Linked DNA regions of Rattus norvegicus: region 1 is linked to region 2. A link is a contact called in public Hi-C data. All regions are on one chromosome and are shown on one strand. The core of a region is the stretch at or near the end of the contact, and the rest is flanking DNA. Distances in the headings are between cores, read along the strand shown.

What was found. A called contact is a pair of places that touch in the nucleus more often than the background predicts.
Region 1: a Hi-C map of the A7r5 cell line shows a contact between it and region 2, with 3 times the contacts expected there. The contact joins the promoter of Iba57 here to the promoter of Trim11 in region 2. A contact is called at or near these places in 2 of 12 Hi-C or Micro-C datasets (the A7r5 cell line and liver) and 1 of 1 datasets of contacts at active chromatin or transcription factors (oligodendrocytes).

The regions. Positions count from the first base shown.
Region 1 is chr10:44,448,970-44,451,669 of GRCr8, forward strand. It overlaps Iba57 (iron-sulfur cluster assembly factor IBA57), which reads right to left and starts at 1,399. Exons shown (of 3, transcript NM_001108827.1): 1 at 1,011-1,399. The coding sequence starts at 1,351.
Region 2 is chr10:44,256,262-44,259,241 of GRCr8, forward strand. It overlaps Trim11 (tripartite motif-containing 11), which reads left to right and starts at 1,613. Exons shown (of 6, transcript NM_001399546.1): 1 at 1,613-2,159. The coding sequence starts at 1,755. It also overlaps a transcript of LOC102555997 not described here.

The DNA of each region.
Region 1 (2,700 bases), core at 149-2,648, 190 kb after region 2:
ATCTTTTTAAAAAAAGAAAGAAAGCACATCACATCGCTTCTTGGCCTTTTGGCAAAGATCAAGTGTAGAAAGCACATCACCATGGCCTTTTAGCACCTGGAGACAGACACTCTAGATTTCGCCTACAGCATGCTGACAGCTACTGGATAATGCTATCATGGCTGCCAATTCTCACTTTCATCCTGGAACAGCCACCCTCAGGGGTTCAGGAATTATTCTCCAATTATGAGGATTCTCCATATACTCCCACTCTGAGCATCTAGGGGGTTACTGAAGAGGCTCACCAAAACCCATGTTAGAAAGACACTGAGTAGCTCAGACTAGTAGGAGTCAAGGAGGAACAGCCCAGGGACAGGCTAGGGAGGGTGGGTCTTCACATGCCTGCTAGATGGTGCTGAGATTTCAGGACTTACGTCCTGTAAAAGTGAGCAACTGAAGACTCAATGCTATGGAAACAGGCCCTGCCCAGGCTGGCCAGCAAACGCTATTTACAGTCACAGTCAGGTCTGCATAGATGAGATCATACAGGCAAACAGCTGGCACGGCAATGAGGAACCGGAAGTAAGGGGGAAACTGGATTCTCAGAACACTAGTACAATCTGTAACTGTGAACAGAGTGGCTCTTTAAATAAAGCCCCAAGGACCAATGAAATCTTTCCAAGAAGTGAGGAGGGAGGGACAAGACTGAAGCCCCTATCTTGAAAATGCTTAACTCCAGAAGCCACTGTATAGCAGTTTCTGACTTGACTGGCTGGGGATCCGTGCAAGTAACTAGCCCAACCTGGATGCCTTTCATGGGAGATCCGCCTCTAGGTGACCCTTTCCCTAAGTCTACAATGTCCTCCTCAGAAAGTCATTTTCAGAGTCTTCTAATTAAGCCTCTTCCCAAAGGTGTCTGGCCAGCATTCCCTAGAAATCTTATCCTGGACATCCTTCATGGGATTCCTGATTAATCTTCTCCCACAACACTTTAACGTTCCTATTACCCCGCCCTGCAGCCCAAAGCTCACCCATACACAATGACGTCATAGAGCGTGCGCCCCTGCACATTTAGGAAATGGGCATAGGCCGCACGCGCAGAGGGCTGAGTCGCGCCGGCCGGAGGCCCCGAAAGCGGCAGCTCATTGGTCAATAGTCCCAACAGGAAGGGTGAAGCGTCCGGGCCGCGCACGCGCATTAAGGCGCGCCCATCCAGCCGGAAGCAAGTCCAGGCTACACTATCCGTGGAGTTGCCGCGGAAAAGGCCGGAACCACGGACTGGGCAGTGTCTCGTGGTCCCGCTCGGCCGCCACTGCCATGCCGGGCTTTTGCGCCCCGCAGCCGCTCCCCGAAGCAGCGCCACCGCTGCCATCTTGGGCGCTAGTGAAGGCGGGCACCACAGCTGCCCCCGGCGGCGGCGGGCTACGCGCGTGCGTGGGGGGAAGTAGGCGGGGCCTCAGCTAGCCGATGGGTGCGCAAGCCCAGATAGAGCCACCCGACGACCTTTTCCTTAGTTGGCTCCCGTTCAAACCCTTTGTGGTTGTGGTTAAATACATAAACATAAAATTTGCCATTTTATGTTGGTCCTAGTGTGTAATCCCAGCCAGCCTCTCAGGAGGCAGAGGCGGGAGGATGCGTGTTCAAGACCTGCCTGGGCAAATTAAAATCCTGTCTCCAAATAAAAAGCGAGGGTTGGGGATTTAGCTCAGCCAGCGGTAGAGCCTGGGTTCGGCCCCCAGCTCCGAAAAAAGAAAAAAAAAAAAAAAAAAAAAAAAGCGGGGCTGGGGATTTAGCTCAGTGGTAGAGCGCTTACCTAGGAAGCGCAAGGCCCTGGGTTCGGTCCCCAGCTCCGAAAAGAAGAACCAAAAAAAAAAAAAAAAAAGCGAGAGTGCTGGAGATAGCTCAATGGAAGAGCATTTCCTAACAGGCAGAAAGCCATGGTTCCCATCACCAGTACTGCCCAGAGAAAAGGAGGGGGAAAAATTGGACATTTGTTCATGGTCAAATACGGACAGTATAAAATTTACCATCTTTACCACTGTTACTTTGTTATTGCTGTAATAAAGAGCAACTTGGGGAGAAAAGGGGTTCACGTCATCTGAAAACACTCAAGTCACACCCACTTACTGAGAGAACTCAGGGCAGGAACTGAAGCAGAAGCCCTGGAAGAAGCTTCTTACTGTCCTGATTCTTAGGACTTTTTCAGCCGGCTTTCTGATACAAATCAGGAACACCTGTCCACAGTGAGCCGGGCCCTCTCACATCAGTCCAAACTTATGGAGACATTTTCTGAAGAGTCACTCTTCCCAGATAGCTCTAGGTTTGTGACAAGTTGAAAACAGACCAGCGAGACCACTTTTAGTGCATTCAGATCAGCTTTGGTCAAATGGCTGCACAGCCCTCGCTAATCATCCAGCTCCAGAACTTTTCTCATGTCTGTATTGACTCCTCCCAGAACACACCAGTCCCTGGTGCCTACAGTTCTCTTTCTGCCCTCGTGTGTTGGAAGCCTCTGAGGACCTTCGGTGCCTGCCTCTTGCACCTGGCTCTCTTCATGGAGCATCCATCCTCACTGTAACACGTATCAGAATTTCCTTCCCTTTTTAAGAATTGTAATTCATTATGTGAATTCCTACCTTTCCCTTATGCACTGGGCTGGCAGTGGGCACTTGGGAGGTCTCCGATTCTTGGAGCAGGAATAATGCTGCTATGAAAATGACT
Region 2 (2,980 bases), core at 363-2,862:
ACCTCTCTCAATTCTAATTTTTTCTAATTTTTTTCCTAAGGCCCATCTCCATTTTTTTTTTATATTTTTCTACTTGTAGCTCTGCTATCTTAGTATTTTCTTCATTTTATTTATAAATCTTTCCAATTTCTCTTCTATGGCTTGTCTCCATTTCTCATATCTCCTCTTGTATCTCTACTACTATAAAAATTTCCTCATTTTCATTTATATTTTTTCTAATTTTCTAAGGCCTATAACCTACCTACAATTCTATCTTCCAGTCTTATCTAAGTCTGTTTTCTTTTGATCTCTTTTTAAAAGGATATATAAAATTTTAACCGTTATTAAAAAAAATAATTTCTATGCTGATGTGTATTGTGAAATTATACGCACTCCAGATGCCCTGTGCCATTTTGTCTCTTTCCACTTTTAACATGGAAAATATTTTTCCCTTTAATCTCTAACTCCGTAAGGACTTCGACTTCCCAATTTTAAATAATCTATCATGTTTTATATTTAGTCTCTTTCCTCTTTTATTTTCAAACTTAATTCCTTACCAGTTCAGAAGTTTGGGGCTTTTTAGTTCCACAGCAGCTGTGGGAAAAAAATGTCTCTTTTGCCCTTTAGTTTGCAGGCTCCACAGACCAGCAAGTGTCTATGGCATTTAACTTCACCCACTCAGCTCAGTTCAGGAGGCTGCCCATTGGTTCCACCTTCTGCTGGCCCTACCCAGGTCTTCCCCAACTGCAGCCTACGGTCTAAAGGCTTTAGGTCTTTATTTGCAGCCACCGGCCGGAAGCCAAGCCTACTTCCCCAGCTCTGGGTCGCAAACTGCGTTTGGCTAGTGCAGCTCTGAGAAGTTGCTCACCTGCGGGACACACCAGAGGCTCGTAGCAAGCCGCTGCCTGACTCTGCAGCCGCGGTAGGACCGCCCGGGCCGCCGCACTACACAGGCTGGGGTGCGTTCCGGCTTGCTACCCGCAGTTGCTCAAGTGCTCAGCCAGCCGCTGCGGGAAATCTTAAAGGAGCCCTGCCTGGCTTTCTAGTTCCCTGCCGCTGTCCAGAACTTTTCTAAATTGCTGACCCCCGCAATGTCGGATGCACTCGCGGCAGAAGTTGTGGCCGGAGTCGGTCATCACCATAAACTTTGGCTGTTTCCTGACTATGGCATAAATTAATCATTCTGTTATTCTATTCTAAGTTCTGTCACATGTAACTGATTACCTGGTCGTCAGTTTTTGCTGCTATCTCCATCGGCTCTTCTGGGGCCTGTGTGGATCCCAGCATCCACCCCGCACCCTCTTTTCCAGCTATCCCACCTTCTAATTGCCTGCCTAAGCTCATTGGCCAATCAGCTTTTTATTGCCAGGCAAATGTTTTTTACACAATGCCCAAGATCACCTACAGAACCCACGGCCAAATTTGGCAGGACCCGGGTCTGGGGGAGCGGGGACACCACCTGCGGAAAACTGTCACCATGAAAATGCGATCTCTTGCACTATAATTCGATCCCATTCCCGAGCCGTGTGGTAAACAGCGACTAATCCAAGACAAAAGCGGGTTCTAAAAGAATAATAAAAGCCAGTTTTCTGCTTCCGCCGCGGTTCCTATTCCGGCGGAAGTCTGCGAGCCCAGTGCCGGAAGTACCCACTACCCAGGAGGCTAAGAGTGCCGCTATCTGCTCCGGGCCCGCTCCTCCTGCGCTCTCTCTGCGGAATAGCTTGATTGCCCCCCGGCACCACGAAGAGCCTGATCCAGGCGCAGCCGCTAGCACCATGGCCGCTCCAGACTTGTCCACCAACCTCCAAGAGGAGGCCACCTGCGCCATCTGCCTTGATTACTTCACCGACCCAGTGATGACTGACTGCGGCCACAACTTCTGCCGGGAGTGCATCCGACGTTGCTGGGGCCAGCCGGAGGGCCCGTACGCGTGCCCCGAGTGCCGCGAGGTGTCGGCGCAGAGGAACCTACGGCCCAACCGCCCGCTCGCCAAAATGGCAGAAATGGCACGGCGCTTGCACCCGCCTTCGCCCGTCCCCCAGGGCGTCTGCGCGGCGCACCGGGAGCCGCTAACCACCTTCTGCGGCGACGACCTCAGCCTGCTGTGCCCCACCTGCGAGCGCTCGGAGCACTGGGCTCACCGGGTGCGACCGCTGCAGGAGGCGGCGGACGACCTCAAGGTGCGTTCCATCGGGTGCAACCGGCCCATGCCTGGTGCGAAGGGATGTCCGGTTATTGCCCTGCCCAGAGTTGAGGGAGTGTGAGTTACAGTTAACTTGATCCTGTAAGGGGGTCAGGATTTAGCCTGTCTTCCAGGATGAGATGCACCGGCATTCTGGGAAAACCAGGTGTTGGTAGTCAGTCCTGACTGAGCTGGGAAAACTTGTGAAGGGGCCTACTGGCAGATCAACAGTTTGGCCTATGTCAGAGTTGATACTTGACCAGTGTGTTACCATCACAGCATGAACTCGGGTAACCAGAATAAACCAGGCACCAAGTCAACTTTGCTTTGGGTTTTAGCACAAAGGTTTGGAGCTTCTAGAGATCGTCCCTGTAATTTTTCCTGTTGTTTGGTCCATACCCGTTTAACAATTGTTGTAGCAGGTTTACCTTCCTGCCACCACAGGCCCCTTGATGGTGCCACAAGTGACATGATAAGCCCCGAAGGGACAACACTAAAGCTACTCTGTTGCCAAAGAAGGAAACCTTTGTCCTCTACCCTGTCAGGTTCACTGAACTTAACAAACTGACTAGACAGATCAGCAGGAAAAGCCACAGCTTAAGTAACACATTAAATTTCTCTTGCATAGGTCTTCACACAAGAAAAGAGAAAGAAAACCAAAGAGGAACAGTTACCCTAGGCCTTTTATCCCAAAAGGTGTGGATCCCAGAAAGAGACCTTGTGAACTGACTAGGAGATAGGCCAAGGGCAGAGAGAATCTCCCTCCTGTAGAGTTGATCTCTGTCTTCTGCATGTTAGGCATCGGTGGCTGTTCAGTGG